Regions from separate parts of the Mus musculus genome. Here all the other regions are linked to region 5. Evidence: chromatin contacts called from public Hi-C, HiCAR-type, HiChIP or PLAC-seq and promoter capture Hi-C data. All regions are on one chromosome and are shown on one strand. Each heading gives the region's core, a stretch centred on a gene start, on an enhancer-like site or on the middle of the called end of the contact. The rest is flanking DNA. Distances are from core to core; before and after follow the strand shown.

Evidence for each region. Promoter capture Hi-C pulls out the DNA fragments that hold promoters and counts their contacts. Hi-C and Micro-C count contacts between places; a contact is called where the count stands out from the background. HiCAR-type assays count read pairs that join an accessible place to other places. HiChIP or PLAC-seq counts read pairs in DNA pulled down with a chosen protein or histone mark.
Region 1: a Hi-C map of embryonic stem cells shows a contact between it and region 5, with 3 times the contacts expected there. The contact joins the promoter of Ctr9 here to the enhancer-like site in region 5. A contact is called at or near these places in 2 of 39 promoter capture datasets (the C10 cell line and cranial neural crest), 1 of 15 datasets of contacts at CTCF or cohesin (embryonic stem cells), 4 of 484 Hi-C or Micro-C datasets (cerebral cortex, embryonic stem cells and pro-B cells), 13 of 115 datasets of contacts at active chromatin or transcription factors (T-cell acute lymphoblastic leukemia, astrocytes, bone marrow-derived macrophages and 7 more) and 2 of 9 other capture datasets (adipose tissue and embryonic tail).
Region 2: an H3K4me3 HiChIP or PLAC-seq map of bone marrow-derived macrophages shows a contact between it and region 5, with 4 times the contacts expected there. The contact joins two enhancer-like sites. A contact is called at or near these places in 1 of 39 promoter capture datasets (hippocampal neurons), 1 of 15 datasets of contacts at CTCF or cohesin (stem cell-derived epiblast-like cells), 9 of 484 Hi-C or Micro-C datasets (B cells, cerebellum, cortical neurons and 2 more), 8 of 115 datasets of contacts at active chromatin or transcription factors (T-cell acute lymphoblastic leukemia, bone marrow-derived macrophages, craniofacial prominence and 5 more) and 2 of 9 other capture datasets (embryonic stem cells and embryonic tail).
Region 3: a promoter capture Hi-C map of pre-B cells shows a contact between it and region 5, with 4 times the contacts expected there. The contact joins the promoter of Rnf141 here to the enhancer-like site in region 5. A contact is called at or near these places in 2 of 39 promoter capture datasets (hippocampal neurons and pre-B cells), 3 of 115 datasets of contacts at active chromatin or transcription factors (astrocytes, memory CD8 T cells and pancreatic cancer cells) and 1 of 9 other capture datasets (embryonic tail).
Region 4: an H3K4me3 HiChIP or PLAC-seq map of bone marrow-derived macrophages shows a contact between it and region 5, with 2.6 times the contacts expected there. The contact joins the promoter of Ampd3 here to the enhancer-like site in region 5. A contact is called at or near these places in 1 of 39 promoter capture datasets (hippocampal neurons), 5 of 115 datasets of contacts at active chromatin or transcription factors (bone marrow-derived macrophages, differentiating embryonic stem cells, embryonic stem cells and 1 more) and 4 of 9 other capture datasets (adipose tissue, embryonic stem cells, liver and 1 more).
Region 6: a contact with region 5 is called in a HiCAR-type map of astrocytes, with 2.5 times the contacts expected there. The contact joins two enhancer-like sites. A contact is called at or near these places in 2 of 115 datasets of contacts at active chromatin or transcription factors (astrocytes and epiblast stem cells).
Region 7: a HiCAR-type map of embryonic stem cells shows a contact between it and region 5, with 4 times the contacts expected there. The contact joins two enhancer-like sites. A contact is called at or near these places in 3 of 484 Hi-C or Micro-C datasets (all in embryonic stem cells) and 3 of 115 datasets of contacts at active chromatin or transcription factors (all in embryonic stem cells).

What each region holds. Positions count from the first base shown.
Region 1 is chr7:111,027,678-111,030,377 of GRCm38.p6, reverse strand. It overlaps Ctr9 (CTR9 homolog, Paf1/RNA polymerase II complex component), which reads right to left and starts at 1,427. Exons shown (of 25, transcript NM_009431.2): 1 at 1,197-1,427; 2 at 66-164. The coding sequence starts at 1,241.
Region 2 is chr7:110,795,488-110,798,187 of GRCm38.p6, reverse strand. Ampd3 (adenosine monophosphate deaminase 3) reads right to left here. Exons shown (of 15, transcript NM_001276301.1): 6 at 2,380-2,509. Among named protein-coding and RNA genes, the nearest start is that of Gm39069, 16 kb to the right of the region's middle. Within about 2 kb of position 1,362, at least 134 of the 459 cell types and tissues checked have an H3K27ac peak or open chromatin away from gene starts, as enhancers often do. A contact at or near this core is called in B cells, T-cell acute lymphoblastic leukemia, bone marrow-derived macrophages and 1 more, where this site is marked.
Region 3 is chr7:110,843,066-110,845,765 of GRCm38.p6, reverse strand. It overlaps Rnf141 (ring finger protein 141), which reads left to right and starts at 1,385. Exons shown (of 6, transcript NM_025999.3): 1 at 1,385-1,427.
Region 4 is chr7:110,766,777-110,769,476 of GRCm38.p6, reverse strand. Ampd3 (adenosine monophosphate deaminase 3) reads right to left here and starts at 1,271. Exons shown (of 15, transcript NM_001276301.1): 1 at 1,098-1,271. It also overlaps B430319F04Rik.
Region 5 is chr7:110,163,013-110,165,712 of GRCm38.p6, reverse strand. No RefSeq gene overlaps it. Among named protein-coding and RNA genes, the nearest start is that of Wee1, 42 kb to the right of the region's middle. RefSeq lists an enhancer at 1-2,700. Within about 2 kb of position 1,417, at least 301 of the 459 cell types and tissues checked have an H3K27ac peak or open chromatin away from gene starts, as enhancers often do. A contact at or near this core is called in B cells, T-cell acute lymphoblastic leukemia, adipose tissue and 15 more, where this site is marked.
Region 6 is chr7:110,820,508-110,823,207 of GRCm38.p6, reverse strand. It overlaps Rnf141 (ring finger protein 141), which reads left to right. Exons shown (of 6, transcript NM_025999.3): 5 at 1,847-1,954. Among named protein-coding and RNA genes, the nearest start is that of Rnf141, 23 kb to the left of the region's middle. Within about 2 kb of position 1,352, at least 81 of the 459 cell types and tissues checked have an H3K27ac peak or open chromatin away from gene starts, as enhancers often do. A contact at or near this core is called in astrocytes, where this site is marked.
Region 7 is chr7:110,745,639-110,748,338 of GRCm38.p6, reverse strand. No RefSeq gene overlaps it. Among named protein-coding and RNA genes, the nearest start is that of Gm39068, 7.3 kb to the right of the region's middle. Within about 2 kb of position 1,353, at least 7 of the 459 cell types and tissues checked have an H3K27ac peak or open chromatin away from gene starts, as enhancers often do. A contact at or near this core is called in embryonic stem cells, where this site is marked.

The DNA of each region.
Region 1 (2,700 bases), core at 178-2,677, 860 kb before region 5:
GTACTTGAGAACCAAAATCCTATGTTTTTTTAGTCAACAGAAAAATCTGCTCTAGGAATACTGACCGCCAAGGCAATCCATATGTGCAGTTGTGTGTGCTCCTGCTTCAGAATGCTGATGACTTCGTCTCCCTCCGGTAACTGATCGAAGTCAAGTTCAATGACCTAAAACACAGAATAAACGTTTCGTTTCCTTTTTAAATTCACAATTTCTCTCTTCTGCGTGTTTTGAATACTCATCAATGCCCATACACAAAGGGTATGTACTCACTTTCAATGGAGTGAACTAATTAATACATGTTCCTATTTAGGAAACACATGGCAAACAGGTTGTAGTCTGGTTTGGTCAAAGCATAGAAAAGCAGGCAAATCCTGTTGGTCGTTCTTCACATCGCTAAAACTATAAAATTCTCAACGACTTGCTTACTCAAAACCAAAATGAAACCTTGTACAACCCATAGGCCAACGAAACACTGATGCCATAGGTCTGAGAGCTTGAGAAACTCTATCCCAGAGGACAGGCAAAGTTGAATACCAACGGTCACTTAAATCACGGAGGCAGTATCGTGGGTCACATACATGCCTAAAATGTGGGCACCAACAATTAGAAGAAAAATATTCTGGAATGTACCCAAGACCACCATATTTTAGAAATGAATTCTACCTCGATCGAAAATAAAAGTGTGTAAAATCTAGTCTGACTGAGGCAACGCTGGAGCTTTATTCGGACAAACCACACGCCATGGATGAAAGTGGGTCGTTGCCATCAGCACACAGGAGCGGCTAAATCTCGGGCCCCTTATCTCGCCCAGAGAGCTGTGTTAATAGTGTGCCTTGACAGACTTTTCTTCCATGGCATTAAGAGCCGTCTCTCAGATACCCAGGGAGATTTAAAAAAATAAACAAATCCCAAGTTGGAGCAGCAGGTAGCCCCTGGGGCACTGACTCCCCTCTGTAAGAGGTGAGGTTTACTCGGCGCTCACACCCCTGCGCCTCGGAAGACAGCCGACTGTCAACAAGGAGCAGGCTGCAGGCGAACTTTCCCGAAGTCCTTGCGGCCAGAAAGGTGACCAGCTGAGTGGTGCCTGGGCCGAGAAGCTCGGCTGCGGCTCTCCCCTCCAAAAACCAAGCGGAGCAAAATCGGCGCTGGGATCGTCCAAGTTCATAGCCCTCCCCCGCTGCACACTCGGCACCCACCTCGTCAGTATCCCGGAGGGGAATCTCGATGGAGCCCCGCGACATGGTGAGCTCTGAAAGCAGGCGCTTCTCACCCCGCCGCTCGGCAGATCGCAGTCCCGGCTTCCAGCCTTACAGAGGTTACCACACCTCACACCCAGCGGAGCTGCCGGAGACCAGCTTCTCCTCTGCTGTCCGCCGCTGAAACAACGAGCTTCAGACCGCGACCGGCCACTTCCGGAGGCCCCGCCCCCTGTCCCGGAAGCACTACCAGTAGGGCGTGTCCCACGCGAGCTCCGCCCGCCTGGCGGCTCTGATGCGTCCTTCTTTGGAAAGACTGATAGTCCTGAGGTTGTTGTTGTGTCAGCCGTAGGTGACCGAGCGCCTTCGGGAACGCGGCATCTGCCGCTAAGGTGTCCAAACTGAGCTCCTCACAGACCCGCGCCGGAGCGGGGAGTGGTGGTGGTGAGGCGAAACCACGCCTCTATGGGCGGGGCCTCTGGTGACGAATTCTATGGGCGGTGCCTTGCCTCTTCGGCCACTTAAGCTTCTTGGGGGATAATTCAATCTTTTATCAGCTTTACAGTCGTTTTGTGTTGTCCCAGCCAGTTTGTGCAAGTCACACTGGTGATGTCGTTGTGACTAGTTTAAATAGACATAATCAGTGAATTCTGAAGTTATGGTAATAATGCACGGATTATTATTTTTATTTGTTGCGTTACATATTTGTATATGGATACATGCGAGCGATGGTGTGGCAAATGGAGGGCAGGGGACATCTTGTGGGAATCAGTTTTCTCCTACTCTGAAGGTCGTAGGGCTCGAACTCAGATAGACAGCGTTGGAGCCAGGCAACTTTTTGCAGACCCTGTTTATTTCTTGAGATATTCTGTATCCCAGGTTGACTTGAAACTCCCGACCTCAGCCTTCTGACTGCTGCAGTTATTGGCATATGCTTGGGCACCTGGCTTATATATATTTCTTAATGTACTTATATTTCTTTAGGAGCACAATGAAAAGGAACTGCTAGGTTTGATTTAAATAAAATCAAAAGAATTCTATTAAACCTAAATAATGAAATTATAGAATTCAAAAACATTTTAGCTCATGATTTCATTATAGAAGAGTATTAAATAGTTTCTTGTGCTTGGAATAAACAAGGGAAGGATCTTAATAAATAAGCGAATAGGCCGGGCAGTGGTGGCATGTACCTTTAATCCCAGCACTTGGGAGGCAGAGGCAGGCTGATTTCTGAGTTTGAGGCCAGTCTGGTCTACAGAGAAACCCTGTCTCGAACCCCCCCCCCCAAATGGGGAATAAAAAGGGTTAGTTTAACTGGGTGTGGTGGCACATGTCTTTAATCTCAACTCTTAGGAGGGAGGAGCAGGAGGAGAGCGCTGAATTTAGGCCATTCTACTCTATACATGGAGTTCCAGGCTAATCTGGGGTTACAGAATAGAGAGATCCTGTCTCAAAACAGAGCCCCCCTCCATCCCTGCTAGCCAGTGTTTTTTAAGATATTCAC
Region 2 (2,700 bases), core at 113-2,612, 630 kb before region 5:
GTTAAGACATGCCAAGCCAGACATTTGATCTATTGGACTTGTGTGTCCATTATCCCAGCCAGCCTATGGTGTTGGGGACAGTGCTCACTCATCAGGGACCTTCCTGCCATCAGTTCTTGACCCTCCTCCAGGAAAGACAGAAGAACTCAAAGCTGTGAGATGCAGAACATTACACGGAGCGGGGCTGAAGCTCCAGCGCTTCATAGCCGAGAGGCGACAAGGAGCCAGCCTGGCTTGGCCTACCTCACTCAGCATGACTCCACACATTCTTTGCCATTCTAGCTGTGTCTTCCAGCTTCACAGTCATACACACAGCCTGTCATAGCTCCCATGAGTCACAGGACATAGAATGAAACCAGCTGGGCCATCCAGGAATCCCCTACTCCAACTTGCAGAATAAGTCAAAAAAGGCCTTCATTTTAGTGTCTTCGACTGGCTAGAAGAATCTACGCGGATACTTTACTGTCACGTGAGATCAAGGTTCACAGACCAGTCACATTTCAGTGAAGCACTGTTTGATGTCTGAGACCTGAGCTAACTAACACTGGCTCTTTTCACACCCATGGCAGACATGAGTAATCGATACTCATACTCTTTCTCTAAGCTTGAATAGCTTCAGGAAGCCGACCCCACTTGATCAGGCTTGGCCTAAATGATACCTATGATGTCCCTAGTGTTACACTTTACCAAAGTGGACAATGCTCATTTCGATCCAACATCCAACTTCCAAGTAGCAAACACAGTCCTTCCTTCTTAGCGGTGGGCAGAGACTACACGCTCAAGTATAGGGTCCTGCTGGTTGGGACTCCCAATATCAAAACTCATTCCTTACTACCCATGCTGACTTTAGAGCCTGACTCTGGACATGGCAGCCACCATGGAGATAGGGATACCCCTTCCCTGTCACTGTAGATTTTAAATCTCAGTCTTGTCCTTAGAACCCAGATTTTGAGTGAGAAAACAAATCACCCAGCACCCTGCCAACTCCCCTGTCCTGGAGGACCAGGCCTAACTCAGCAGCTCTGGATTCATACTTAGGGACCAATTTAGGTGCCAAAAGCCAGACTGTTGTGGATAGAGCAGGCATCAACCTCAGACTGCCAGGAAACCCCAAGAATCATCTATTCTCTCTCACATCATGGCCAAGGAGCAGCCCAGGGACAGTCATGGGCCATCCAGGGATGACCGCAGGACCATCAGAAGCACAGCTGGCTAGGCCAGCCTGGCCCCAAGCCTCAGGAGCTATAGAGGCCCAAAGCACTCGCTCACACTTGCAGAGGGCGGGGCGGGGCTATGCCAGGCTGGGGGAGGTGTTTCCCCCATCTGCCAGGGTATGTGCTAAGTTCTCACAGAAACTGAGCCACCCAAATAAGGAACAGACAGTGGCTGTTGTGTCTAGGGAAGTGGTCTAACCACAACCTTTCACCTCTGCCCATGCATCCAATAACCCACGTGTCCTACTCTTACTTCCGAAGCCTCTTCTTGGTCCAGAGTCTGAGATTTACGACATTCTTTAAGAAGTCCATAGGCCTCCATGGTGCAGAACCTTCCCACAGCTCCCTCTACTTGGCTGTCACCCACCTTCCAACCCCACGAGCTTGCACACTCTCTCCTCCCTCCCCCCTCCTGACATCTGCACACTCTGCTCCCTCCCCAGAGGCCGCTATCACTGTTCCTTCTCCTGTACCACACGGCCTCTCCTCCTCAGTTCTGGCCCCTCTGAAAGCCACTCCCCACCCCCGTCACAGCACTTGTCTCTGAGGATTCTTATGAACAGAAAGTTGAGTCTTGGTCTCCATCCGAGCCATGCTCAGCATGATCCCAAGTCTTCCTTCCCCTGGAAGAAAGTGGAAAAGCCTCCAGGCCAGGATCCTCTAACGCACACCTGCCCTGTTGCTGCCCCTGAAGGCAGAAGGTACCAGAGCCACGCGGCCACTCCAGGGGCAGAGGAGGGGCAGAGGCTGGAGCATCTCAGTGCTTTGCTTTAATAGAGCTGACTCCAAAGGATGGAAACCTGCCAACTCCTAAGTCCAGACAGGTCCTGACAGCTTTCCCTCTGTGATGTCTCTAACACACCCACTACCCTAAAGCCGCCACTGTTAAGACCAGTTAGCAGGCTATGTTCTGATGCTGGAGAAAGACTTGCACCAACACAGACTTTCCACCGTGGATCTAGAATGGTACCACAGTATCCGAGACAACCCGAGTCAAGGACACAGTCTGCCAGTCTTCCTGCTGCACAGGCATGTTTTATCACACAGGCTACTCCAGCCAGGAGACCTGGTGCTCACCCAACTCTGGACCTAGACAGACCCAGGGCATCATTCCCTGGGCCCAGTATGGGCCAGGTGAGTGGCTTGGACACCAGCCACCACATACCTTTCTCACATTATAAAAGTCTCTGTGGGGGTTACTCTTCAATTCCTTGAACTCTGACATTTCATTTAACATCTCATGAAGGCTAAACTTGGATTCCAGAAAGTTCAGTCGCCGGTGACAATAGGTTTTCCTGCAAGTTGGTGAGAGATAGAGACCCCAGTAAGACATCAAATGACAGTTTAGCAACCTCAAGACAGGGTAGTGACCGGGGCTGGAAGGGTCAGGTTCTGACAGCATGGAGGAAGAAGAGCCGAGATGCTTCCAGCTTTCCTCAGACCTGGCTGAGCTGACCAGCACACACGTGTGAGGACACCACATGAG
Region 3 (2,700 bases), core at 136-2,635, 680 kb before region 5:
CTGAGCCAAGGCTTAAACATGCTAGGCAAGTGTTTTACCGTTGAGTCAGCCACCTCTAGTTCCCATTCTAACACTGTAGTGTTTCCTACCTGACACCACCCGCTAAGCAACCACTGATCTGATTTTGCCACTAAAGATTCCTGGGGGCGGGGGCTATTCTAGAAAATTTTTTTGGAAGGTCTATCTTCTTTCAGCCTAAGTATTTCAGGCTCATCCACATTGTTAAGTGTGTCAATCATGTATTCTTTATTATTGCTGAGTAATATTCCATTGTGTGACTTTATTTCAGTTGTTTTCCATTCACCTGTTGATATGTTGTCATAGGGTTTCTACTGCTGTGAAGAGACACCATGATCAGAGAAACTCGTATAAAGGAAAACAATTCATTGGGGCTGACTTAGAATTCCGTGGTTTAGTCCATAATAGTCATGGTGGGAAGCATGGCAGCACACAGGCAGACATGCTGGAGAGGTAGCTGAGAGTTCTACATCTGGATCAGCAGGCAGCAGGAAGAGAGAGTGACACTGGGTCTGACCTACGCATCTGAAAACTCAAAGCCCACCCCTAGTGACATATTTTCTCCAACAAAGCCTTATCTATTGCAGCAAGGCCACACTTCCTAATAGTGCCATTCCCTGTGGGCCTATGGGGACCATTTTCATTCAAACCACCACATCAGGTATCTGATGTTGGTGTACTAGTCTTCATGTGGATCTATTCTAGAAGCAGGATGACTGGACTATGTGGTTGGAATGTTTGTGCTTAGGTTTTAAAGAAATGGCCACAATCTCGTTCCACAATGATTGTATCATTTTACATCCCCAACAGACAATCTGAACAGATTTGTTCAGCATCTTTGTCAATATTTAATACAGTTCTTTTCATTTTAGCCACTGTGGTATTGTATTGATAATTCACTTCCCTTCTAATTTGCATAATGGTCTCAGACATCATTTCATGTGCTTATTTGCTATCCATAAATCTAAAAGGCTAGTCTAGTCTTTGGCCATTTAAAAAAATTGTGGGTTTTTTTGTTGTTGTTGTTGTTTTTTTTTTTTTTGGGGGGGGGAGGGGTAAGAATTGTGTATTCTAATTAGAAGTCCTTTGTTAAATATATTTTGCTTTTCCAAAGCCTGTGACTTGCCTCTTCATTTTTTTGTCCTTTTTTACAAAAGTATTTAATTTTATTGATTTCTATGTATGTGACTATTTTGCCTACAGGTGTGTGTCAGCAGCCTTGAGCTACAAAAACCTCCAAAGCCAACAGGGGGGGGTGGAGCTCCGTCTCCAGGCAACGCGCGAGGGCGTGGCCTTACGTCACTGAGGTGCGACTGGTTTGCGGGCCGCGCCGCTGCCGCCTAGCGGGTTTAGCTAAGCAGCAGCCGAGGCGGTGTCCCTGGTGCGAGGAGAGCGATGCCTTGAACTGGGTGAGCCTTGCAGCGCCGCCCCTTCGCTGTGTCCCTTCCCAGCCACTCCACGGTCCTGGAGTAGGGAGTGGAGGCCCGGGCAGCACCAGGGTGTGAAACCGGGCTTCAGAGGAGCTAGGGCCCCTTGTCAGGGCCTCGGCTGCGGGCTTTGGGCACCGATTCCTGGGCGGGTGGAGACTCTGGGTCCGCCTTCTCGGTGGCGGTGGAGACTCTGGGTCCGCCTTCGCGGTGGTGCTGAGGAGAGCTTTCAGAGATCAGCTCGAGCGGTTTTGAATCTTGGCGCTGGCGCACTGAGCAGTTTAGCTGTTGGTTAGCAGAGCAGGTGCGCCAAGGAGGGGCTGAGGGGCGGGTGCTGGGGCCAGGGCGGCAGGGTGGCCACAGGGCAAGGCTTCTGAGGGAGAGCCTGGGCCCGTGGTGTCGGCCAGCCCTCCTACTAAACCCGCCCCGGCAGTGCACCCGGGCCCTTGCTTGTCAAGCTAATTGCTACCTTTTGAGGACCGACATTAAAAAAAAAGTTTCCTTGCTAATCATAATTGTAGGGTAAGTTGCCTTCTGTGTGCAGTTTCATTACAAAACTGTGGGGTTACTGTTGTTGCAATTTGTCTCCAGCCTACCTTCATATTCTTCATATTCCGACCCAGCCCCATTTCCTGATGCCCAGCATTTCTTGTCCTTCTTCTGGAGTACATGTAGCTCCAGTAACACTCCCAGTTGCTTTTAATCCGTGCTTCTCAAACTAAGACCATCTTTTCCACACCCCCTTACCGTGCTTGCTATAGAATGAAATTCACCCTTTAGACTTTTACTTGGGCTTGAACTGTCACCCGACCAATGGTCCTGATAGTTGTCCTTGAAAAGTAATGCCTTCTGAATTCAGAGCCCTCAGGACTTGCGTGGATTTTGTTTTACCCCTTTTGTGCTGGCTGGTTTCGGTTTCTGTCTTAACATGATTGTGTTTTTCAAGACTATGTTATCTTTGTCATTTGGCGTAAGGGAACCATATATATAAGGGACATATAGGATAGATATTCTCTGAATATATCTAAATTCTTTTAACTAGAGGAAGTTGATTTCTCTTTCTAAAAAGGTAGAGAAGGTGCAAAGAGAATATTTTTCTTTCTAAGTCAGAGTGTACTTACTACTTGGTGTGTGCTTTGTCAGGCTGTCTATAATACTTGCCAATTTTCCAAGAATCCATGAAAGGATGAATGGATAATCTATAAGGAAAATTAACAACTGGTGCTATTAGAACTCCAGCACTTACTCAGTACTC
Region 4 (2,700 bases), core at 22-2,521, 600 kb before region 5:
TGCAGTTTGGGGACACTCCCGTTAGAAAACATCTACTAAGGGGCCTCTCAAACTTGCATCACAGGCCTCTGCCAGCCTAGACCAGCCATTAGCAGATCTGCTCTTAAAGCAGCTGCAGGAAGTTCAAGGGCGGAACCAACCTACTACAGCACAAGGGTGTACTCCCAGTGACTTGCCCAGTGACAGGAGGTAAGAAAGGGGTCCTCAAACGGACTCATCATCTGGTCCATACCTCTGCCTCCACCTAGAAGTTCACCCCAGCCCAACACACCCAGTGAGGCTCAGGCACCTAGAAACTTGTCCAGGAGCTCAAAAGCTAGCATGCCCGGTTCCTTTAATTTCCCTAAATCTTGAGATTTTTCTCTAAGCCAGGAACCAGAGGTGCTGCAGGCTCACCAGAGGCCAGGACCCAGGCCACCGCTGGGTAGGGACGGGGAACAGGCTCTGGAGGTGGGAGCTGCGGAGGTTCTGGTCTCTGAGCACAGAGGGGACTGGGCACAGAGCGCCGGCCCAAGGTCAGCGGCGCAGCATCGCGCGCACTCACCGGATTCGGAGGGCAGGGCCATGGGGGCCGGCTGCCGGGCTGGAGCGCAGGTGCCGCGCCGGGCAGGGCGCACAGGGCAGCGGCAGCAGCGCACTGACGCCTGCGCGGCCCGGTACGTGGAGCTGGACCCGACCAGGCCGCGCTTGCAGCCCGTGCCCGCCCCGCAGGAGCCCGCGACTGGTGGGGACCAGGCTGAGCGCTGTGCGGCAGGGCCCGGTGGCGGGGCAGAGAGCCTGTGCAGCGGGATCGCGCACTACCTGGAGGACCCGAAGCTACCCGAGGCGCTGGGCCGCGCTGCCAGCAGGAAACCTAAGCACCCGGGCGCGGCAGCCTCCCTGTCCTCGGCCGGAAGCGAGTCCGGCTCCACCCGGGCTCCGTGGGGCCGCGACACTGTCCCGGGTCAGATGCCAGCAGGGATACCCGCTCTGAGCCTCCCTACCACCAATCTAGCTGCTGCGCCTCGAGGTGTTTGCCCACCTCCTCCTCCCCTCCCAACCAGGACTTTCCCCAAAAAACGAGATTCTAGAGGCATGGTTCCCTCCACGACACTTACTCTTGGTAGCTAAACCGACCAGCAAGCGTTGGTTTTCTCCAGGTGTTGGACCGGTCCCTTGAATCACCTTCCCGCCCCTCCCAACACACACGGGCGCGCGCGTGTACACACACACACACACACACACACACACACACACACACACACACACACACACACACACACACACTTCCTTGCTTCCCAGCCTTCTGCGGTCTAGTTTCTATGCCAGCCCCTCAAAGTCCGGAATGACCTCTGAGTTGCCAAGGCCAGCGGGAGCTTTCTGTGCACCCTTGCTCACCTCTTCCCAGCACTGCAGCCTGCTGACCACGCCTTCCTTCCTGGAACACAGCTCCCAAAGTTAGCACTGGGTGTCTGCCGCCGCTGGCTTCCACAGACTTCCACAGAGTGACCGGTTTCTTAGCCTCCATGGCCTGGTTTTCCATTATGCTGCTCCTGCTCCGAGGAGTCTCGGGATGCCAGCTCCCTGGATCATTTCTGGAGCTAACTCAGAGAATCCAGGCCCATCCAGGTGGTTTTAATGGCCTCCTGCCTGCTGATAAGCTAGTAAACTCTTAGGCCCAGAATACTCTAGAGCGGCAGGTGCATCTCAACCAGAGATTCCTAGGCCCAACTCCTAATTGCCTGCTGGTGGTTTTAGTCTTGACCAGTGACCTCACCCAAGCACCCCCACTTTAAGCCACACTGGGGAGCCACCTTTTGACTTGTGCCTCTTTCACAGAGTTACTGCTACTGTGAGTTTTCATTCACTTCACAGCTGTCTCATTTAAGCACCAAATTTTATTCTTTCTACTTCATAGCCTGATGCTTGCAATCTACATATTTATCAATGATACTCACATGACTGCTAATATACATTACATAGCACACTTAAAATGTTAAAGATGTGATAAAAATGAAGCAATAATTTAAAAATACGACAGGATCTCACTATGCAGCCCTGGCTCACCTGGATTTTGCTATATGGACCCTCCTTCTGCCTCCAGACTGCTGGGATTAAAGGCACATACCATCAACCCAGAAAATTATTTTCCTTTTAATGAATAGTATGCTGCATCTTTTTCTTCTTGCTTTAAAGTTGCCCATGATCGGCTTGGTGAAAGAACCGTGATTAAACTAGTTTGCTAGGCCAGGCTTGGTGGTCCATGCCTTTGATCCCAGCACTCAAGCAGCATACAGCTATCTTTGAGTTTGAGACCGGCCTGGTCTACAAAGCAAGTCCAGGACAGCCAGGGCTCTGTTATACAAAGAAACCCTGTCTAACAGAAAAACAAACAAACAGAAACAGAAACAAAAAGCTAGCTAGTTTGCTGAACCTTAATTTTTTTTAGATTTATTTATGTGCATGAACCTTTTGTTCCCATATATGTCTGTGCATACCTGTGTATTTGGTGCATGAGGAAGTCAAAAGAGGGCATTGTCTCCCCTAGAACTGGAGTTATGAGTGTTATACGTCACCGAGTAGATTCTGGGAATGGAACTTGGATCTTCTGCAAGAACAAGTACTCTTGACTGCTGAGCCATCTCTCCAGGACTCTGGCTGTTGTTATTTGTTTCCTAAGAAGATAGATACCCAAAGATAAACAGAACTCTGTCTCTGCAC
Region 5 (2,700 bases), core at 168-2,667:
AAGTGCTTTAATCACTGAGCCATTTGTTCCGAGCCCTGGACCCACAAACTAAACTTAAGAACTCTTTGGTAATCAGAAAAACTACTGGACTTCCTTCCAAAAACACTGCACGTCTGCCTAAAAGTTGAAACAGCTCACCCAGTTTCATGAATAACCCTGGATCCTAAAATGTTCTACTTGAGTCAACCCCCAGGTTAAGGACCCCTGGTAGGCTTGAATAAACACATCTTATAACACATGCTGCCTTCAAAGCCTGTTTACAGACGGTGATAAATAAGAAAATAAATAAATAGGAATTCATTGAAAAGAACTACTGCCTTCAAAGACTAGTTAAGTCTGTTTACTAGAGGTGGTATACCTGGGCAGGGTTGGGAAAGGTGATTAGTGAGTCCTTTAGTCCAACAAGCAGTATCCTAGATCCGGGGCTCAAGAGCTTCAAGGCCAGAGAGACAATGGGACTTTGAGGGATTTGTTCTGAAACAGGATTCACTGTAACTCAGGATAGCCTCAGATTCTCTATGTAGCAGAGGCTGGTCTTGACGTTTTGTTTCACCAAACGCTGCAACCACCGTCAAGCTTACCTGTCTCTAAATTGTGGTCTTGGATTGATTCTGACTGAATTTCCCAGACGCGGGTTGTCAGGGCATGATCAAGGGAAACCCAGGCCACAGGTGCAGTCCCTGGGTCACCCAGGAAGAGCTTGCGGAATGTCCTGTCTGTGAGTGCCCTCTGCTGGGAACGCTCGGTCCCGCTACGGGACTGCGGCTGCGCACTGGCACCACGGGGCGGCGCAGACTTCTTGGGTGTAGTGCATAACCCAGCGGACTGCCTAGCCTCGGTAACTCCAGTAATGCTCTCTAATATTGTTCATCGTGCCTTCCCTCCGACCCCTCAGACCCTCTGCTTCTCATCATGACTTTGACCACCAAACCGTACTCTAGGCTCCTAAGGCTAGTCGTAGAAACATCGGAGCACCCGTTGCATATATGAAACATGTTTCTCACGACTGAACCGAGTGTTTCGATTATAATTCCAAGGCAGAAAAGGATGCAGGCACGTCGCGGCAAAGAGAAAATGGACACCTGGGTGGTGAGGAAAAAACGGGAGCGCCCAGAGTCTAGCTCCGCACAGCGACCTCACAGTGTTAAGTGCCCGGTACCCTGGATTTAGCAGGGCCAGCCCACTCTGCAGCAAAATTAAGCAAAGCCAATTCCTCCCTGTGTTGGAGAGTTGGCACCAGTGACGCTCTAGACTTGAGCAAAAGGACGCCTGCTAAAGCGTTGATCAGGGTTGGGGCCCTTGCCTAGCAAGCATGGGGCTCTGGGTTCCTAAGAAAACTGAGCCCAGGATGTGAGCCACGTGGTGGCTTTTGTCCGGTCTTCCCGGGACCACGGGCGCCAGCAGGGGGCGAGACGTTCCTTTTAACCCCGCTCAATTGAAGTTAAAAATAGAAGCTGAGTTCAACTGAAAAGCATGAGACAGCAAACGTAGAGAAACTTGATCAGGCCGATATGAAGTAACATTTCCAAATACGGCAGTAAGGGCATGAGACAGAGCAAACGTGGAGAAACTTGATCAGGTCGATATGAAGTAACATTTCCAAATACCTCAGTAAGGTAAGCAGCTTCGGCAGGAGCGCTGCTCTAGGAAGTGAATGAAAACTTCGAGGTGTAAAAAATGTTAAGTTCCAAGTCAGACATCAAATGAACTTTCAGGGATTAAAATGGTAAATGTTTTAAAGACAAAGACACGCAATATCAATTAGAGTAAACGTTTTATCTGTGGATAAATATTGGAATTCTCCAGCTTTAAATAACAAAATATTACAAGGGAATTCAAAACCATGAACACTAAACAGAGTTTTAAAAAGTAATAATAATAGCCTGAGAAAAACTGTCTCCAACAAAATTCAAGCTGAGAGTATCTCAAATGAATAAAACTTTATACAGAAAAACAAACCAGAACTGGGTGGTAGTAGCACGTGCCCTTACAGTCAGCACTTGGGAGTCAGTCACCTTTCTGAGTTCGAGGCCACCCTGTTCTACAGAGTAAGTTCCAGGACAGCCAGGACTACACAGAGAAACCCTGTGTAAAACAAAACAAACAAACAAAAAAAAACTCACAACCAAACAACCCCCCCCCCGCCAGCCTCCTACATAAAACAGATATATTGGTGATAGCCTGTAATCTAGCACCTCAAAATCAGAGAATGTGAGTTTGAGGCTAGCCTGAACTGCACAACAAGACTCTGTCTCAAAAGAAAACAAACAACAAACAAAAACAAAAAAGAAAAAAAAAAACGCTAACAAATCTAATAAGATGGGTGGGTAGCACCGCCCATCTGAGAGGTAGGGCAGGTAATTAGGAGTTCAAAACTGCCACTTTTTCTCCCCTCCTGTATTTTTATTTATGTGTATATGTGTACACCATGTGCATGCAGTGCCCACCAAAGGCAGGAGAGGGCGTTAGAGTCCTCTGAGACCAGAGTTACAGATGGTTGTGCGTTACCAAGTGAGCCCTGGGAATTGAACCTGGGTCATAGGGAAAACTGAGCCGCCAGTGCTCTTAGCAACTGAATCAGCTCTCTAGCCCCTAACGATATGATAATTTTAAAAACAGACTCTTGAGCTATATAGGCCAGAATAGGGCACTGGATTCCCTGGAACTGGAGTTGCAAACAGTTGTTAACTGAGTGTTCTT
Region 6 (2,700 bases), core at 103-2,602, 660 kb before region 5:
CTGTCCTGTCCCCGTGGTGCTGGAAAGGTAGCAGACAGTGTGGGCATGGAGTACCTTCCTCCAGCAGTCTCTGTCTCATTCTTCTCGGGCTACAGTGCTGTTTTTATATAGTCATCTGCTCCCAACTCTGAAACTTTCCTGTCAGAACACTCTGTCACTCTTTGGGGAGTCTGTTGTATTTTCTGTCCCTGACACCCTCAGGTGAAAATTTGAAGCCCCAAAGCAGAAATGCTAAGTCAGTGGATCTGAAAAGGCATTAAAATGTTAGATATGTATATAGGTGTTGATATGTTTATTTATATGTGACTGATGTATTGTGTATATGTGTGGATACACAAATGTATGTGTGAGCACACATATCAGAGCCATATGCATGTAGGTTTTCACCCATTTCACTATTTCAATTCAATGGGCATGCTTTTCTCCACAACAGAAGCAAACATGAATCTGTTACCTGACCTTAATGGTATGTCCGTAGTAATGCTCCTTAATCCAGCCCCAGCTGCCTCAGGAGCACTGTGAGACGAGGTTCTACCTGGTTTCCCTCACTGTCAACTGCCCTTGCTCTCCACTCAGTTAACTTCTGAAGTCCTGTATCAGCAGGAGCTCATGCTGCCTCGAGTTTGTCTGTTAGAGCAAGTTCAGAGTTAGTATTTTGACATTAAAAAATCAGATTGTCTTTGCTATATAATCAGTCTTTTCCTCTCGGTTTAACTCATGAGCATCATGCAGCCTTACACACGCACATGCACACAAATGCACACATGCATACACACACACACACACACACACACACACACACACAGGTTTCATGTTTTCTTTTATGCCTCCATGACTTACTTTATGATCTGTCAAAGTCCTGTGATTTTTTTTTCCTCTCACGTTTCCTAAAGTACTTACTTGACTTGGCACATACTGTTCGTGCTGTACATTTGACACTTATTTATTTCAGGTCAACAAGTTCCAAGTGCTATTGCCGACTTTCATGCTGTGCTGTAATTATAGCAGGGAATGGAAATTATATGAGACACAGCTCCTACCCTTAAGGAGAGTGGGACTATACTTTGAAACATTCAGTTTTAAACAACGGGAAAGCTCAAAGAATAAAACATTGAAAATCACTTTTGGAAACATTACATTAAAAAAGCTAACCTATGGAGTGACTAACCATGGAACAGCTGTATGCAATTTTTAAATCATTTAATTGAGGGAGAAGTTGGTTTTGAGAGCAGAAGGAAATGGATATTTTAAGCTGAGCTGCTGGAGTTGGAATTGACTAAACTCCATGAGCAAATGAGCAGGGCTCCTGTGGCGCTGGCTCCAAGCCAGTGTCAGCGAGTCAGCGAAGGCTCTCTCTCCAAGCTCCCTAAGTTGGAGCTGTGCTCCAGCCCTTCTGTGTTTTCTCTGGAGTCTGATACTTAGGCCACTCCTGCCATTTCTCTCCAATACTGCAGGGCCACTGTAAGGCCCTGAGGAAGAGGCATCCATGTGTCCCTTATGGCAAGTACATTATATACTGGTTGATTTCCTGTAAATTCAGTATGCCTAAAATGGACTGAGTTATTTCGGAAAGACTTGAGTTTGCAGTTTTTGTTCAGATTTAGTTTTCTTTAACCTGTACAGGGTTTATCTTTTATAGTCTTTAGAAACTTAACATCAGTGTTTCTTCCCTAATAGATTTGCTATGCCCAAAAGATGGTCATTTTGGTCTGGCTTTGCTCTGCACATTAGTCATTGTGTGATTTATACTGTGGGTGTTTGCTGGTGCTTTGTAAGGCAGTGAGACAAAGTAGGAAGCAAGTGCACAGAGACTGCCATTGTCCAGCTCCGTTGTCGTCACACTCAGGGTGAAGCAGCTGACTGATGAGGAGGAGTGTTGTATCTGCATGGACGGGCGAGCTGACCTCATCCTGCCCTGTGCTCACAGCTTCTGTCAGAAGTGCATTGATAAATGGTAAGTTATCCGCTGCCCTTGGAGATAGCACAGGTCAGCTGGGACTGTAACTAAACAACTGGAAACACAACCATGAGAGCTTTGCTCTCTAGTCCTCTGAGTAGTCCTCTGCTGTGCTGCCCCCTAGCTCAGTGAAGTGTGGGGATGCAGCAGGGCTTTGACACATGGACTTTAAGAGTCTTGATGCCTGATTTGGATCTAGAATCGGGTTTGTTTGGGGTTTTTTTTTGTTTTTTGTTTTTTATGCCCCTTGCCCCCATAATTCTCTATATGTGTGTGAAGGAACCAAATTCTCAACTGTGGAATCTGGAGGGATATTAGGTCAGCTATTTAAAGTCTTACAAGATAATAGACTATCTAGGAGACTTTATAGTGACATTCAGTAAGCTACATGTATCTAAATATAAATGCTTTAATTTATGTGCACACTCATGAAAGCTGTCACAACATGAAGAGCAAACCCATCAGTCCCAGAATCACCTGAAGCCTGGTTCTTAGGCAGCAATTAATTGCTTTCATTTGCCAACAATACTTTGGATTTGCTAGACTTTAAAGCAGCACCACACAGAGTGTTCTCTCTGTTGTCTAGCATCTTTCAATCAGTGCGATCAGCTGGAGATTTAACCATGTCTTAAGTGCAGATAATTGCCAGATAAAGGCTTCTCTGTTTGTGGACAAGTAGTTTTATGGACATCTATTTTGACTTTTTCTTGGGTGGCTACCTCTGATGACCAGGTCATATAGCA
Region 7 (2,700 bases), core at 104-2,603, 580 kb before region 5:
CTGTTGATCTGTCCAGTTGTCCTAATCACTACTCAAACTGGGGTGTTGAGTTCTTTAAATATTATTGTAATAACTATTTCTTCATTTGTTTCTAGTTTTGCTTCATGCATTTTAGGTTATATTATTGAATGCACATATGATCAAAGTTTTATATATTTTTGATGCTTAGACTATTTTATGATTATAAAAATGCTTATCTTTGCCTCTAACAATTTTTCCCTGGATACCTCTTTTGTCTGGTATTAGCAGCATTGGCTTTCTTTCGGTTACCGTTTGCATGGTGTATCCTCTTCTATTTGTGGTGGTTTGGATGAGAATGCCCCTTAGGCTCCTAGGTTTGAATGTTTGGGTCCTAGGAGGTGTGGTCTTGTTGAGGAGGTGTGTGACAGGGTAGGCTTTGAGGTTTGGAAAGCCTTTACCAGGCCCAGACTCAGTCTTTCTTTCTTGGTGTCTCTCCCTCGCCCTCTATCTGTCCCCTCCACTCCCCTGCCTCCTGCATGAAAGTCAGATGTAATCTCTCAGCTTCTGCGCCAGCTCCGGACCTGCCTGCCACCATGCTTCCCACCATGATGGTGTAAGTTACCTTGTGTAAAGTTACCTTGGTCATGGTATTTCATCACTGTACTAGAAACTAAGACACTATTCTTTTATTTTCAGTATTTCTTTTTTAAGGAAGGCTTTTTGTTGTTATTTAATTTTATTAAATTTGATTGGTTTTGTGTGTGTGTGTGTGTGTGTGTGTGTGTGTATGTCCACAGCATGCATATGAAGGTCAAAGACCAGTTTGCAGGAGTTGGTTCTCTCCTTCCACCATGTGGGTCCTAGGGATCAAACTCAGGTCGTCAGCCTTAGCAACAGGCTCCTTTACCCACCGTGCCATCTCACCAGCCCATTTTCCATCTATTTCTGTCTTTGAAGCTAACATACATTTTGTTTAACCTATAGTTAATGTATCTACTCCGCAAGACTGTTAAATTTTACTCTGAGTTTGACTTTTTCATGTACTTCACAAATGCATTATAACAAATATACCCCCAAATCTTTAGTCTAACCCAACACAGACTCATCCCTCACTCCTGTTAGCATTCAGTGAGGCTGGCAATTCCACTACTTGGCTCTCTCCAAACAATAACAGTTCCTTACCTGTGGCAACTCAGCCAGCTTAGAGTCTTCCAATTTTGGAAACAGGAAGTGGGAGATGAACAGATGGAAGGGGTTAATGCCAAGCTAAATATGATGCAGGCCACTTCTGCTACAGTCTAACCATCCAGACGCAGTTATATAGCCCAGTCTCAAGAGCAGTGGAGAAGGGAACTTTTAAAAGAACACATGGGGGAGAGAGAGATGACTCAGCAGTTAAGAGCACCTGCTGCCCTTGCATAGGACCTGAGTTCAGTTACTAGCACCTACCACTGTCTGTAACTGCAGTTTTAGAAAATATGATACTTTCTTCTGGCCTCTGCAGTCACGAGACATGCACACACATGTACATTCAGACATACACAAAACACTTAGACATAAAAGAAATCTTTTTAAAAAGAACACACGGATATTTGGTGATCCCTTGGAGTCTCCCCTGCACCCCTATTCCATGTGAATAACATAATTTACATTTGAAAAGGAGGAAGGATAGCTAGCATTCACTCTTTTATGACTCCGGGCCATCCAAGGTACCAAGAGGTACCAAGAGGCACCACGAGGAAGCCATGCAGTCTTCGCAGTTCTTTTTTCTGGGCTCAGATCCTGGACCTGCTGTTTATTATGTTACCTTAGGCACCACATTAATCCCTGTAAGCTCAGGTTCCCTCATTTATGAAGTGGGGATTAAGTGTTATTATCCTACTGCCTAGGTTTATTGTCAAAATGAAGTGATGCAGTCCCTACACGTAATTCCCAGTAAATGCATGTCAGGGATTGCTTCTTACTAGCTAGAGAGGAGGAACCCATGAGATAAGAAGTGATGCCGTGCAGAGAATATTATTGTTGTTAATGAGGTTTCTCTCCACATGGCTCCAAGCAATGGCAGAAAAGTGAATGATCAGACAGAGGAATTACAAATGGGCCCATCTACGTGATGAGCAGGTACCTGATAATGGCATATATTCTTAGAAGTGTGTGCTTCAGGCCTGGATGTGCTCTCCTGGGGACCGAGAGAAATGAGGCTTAATGGAAATATGATTTAAATCTCCATCAAGTCCCTGTTCAGAGGAGCCTGGGACTGCCTGCACTCCACACAAGCTTCGATCTACCCCTGAGAGTCCTAACCGTGTGTGTGGCTCCAAGAGCCCCAGAGAGAGAGTCTGAAGAAAAGGCAAAAGCCAGTCTTTCTGGACTGTTCTGAGGATGTAGATGAGAGGCTCTTGCTCATGCAGCTAAGAGGTAGGGTAACAAGGGGAGCAAGAGTTAAAGTTGCTCACCAGAGCTGTGTGGGTGAATTCTGGGGATGTCTGGATTAGGCTCTTCACCTGAGAGGTGACAGAGAACCGCTGGGCAGAAACACAGGTTCTAGGGCTGGGGATATAGCTGCATGGGTAGAGTGCTTGCCTAGTGTGCAGGAGGTCAAGTCCAAACCCCACCATTTCATAAGGAGTGGTATCCTATGCCTGTAATCCTGGAACTGGGGAGGCTAGGCAGGAAGATCATGAGTTCAAGGTCACCCTCAGCTACACAGAGAGAGTTACTGGCAGGCCCCGACTATAC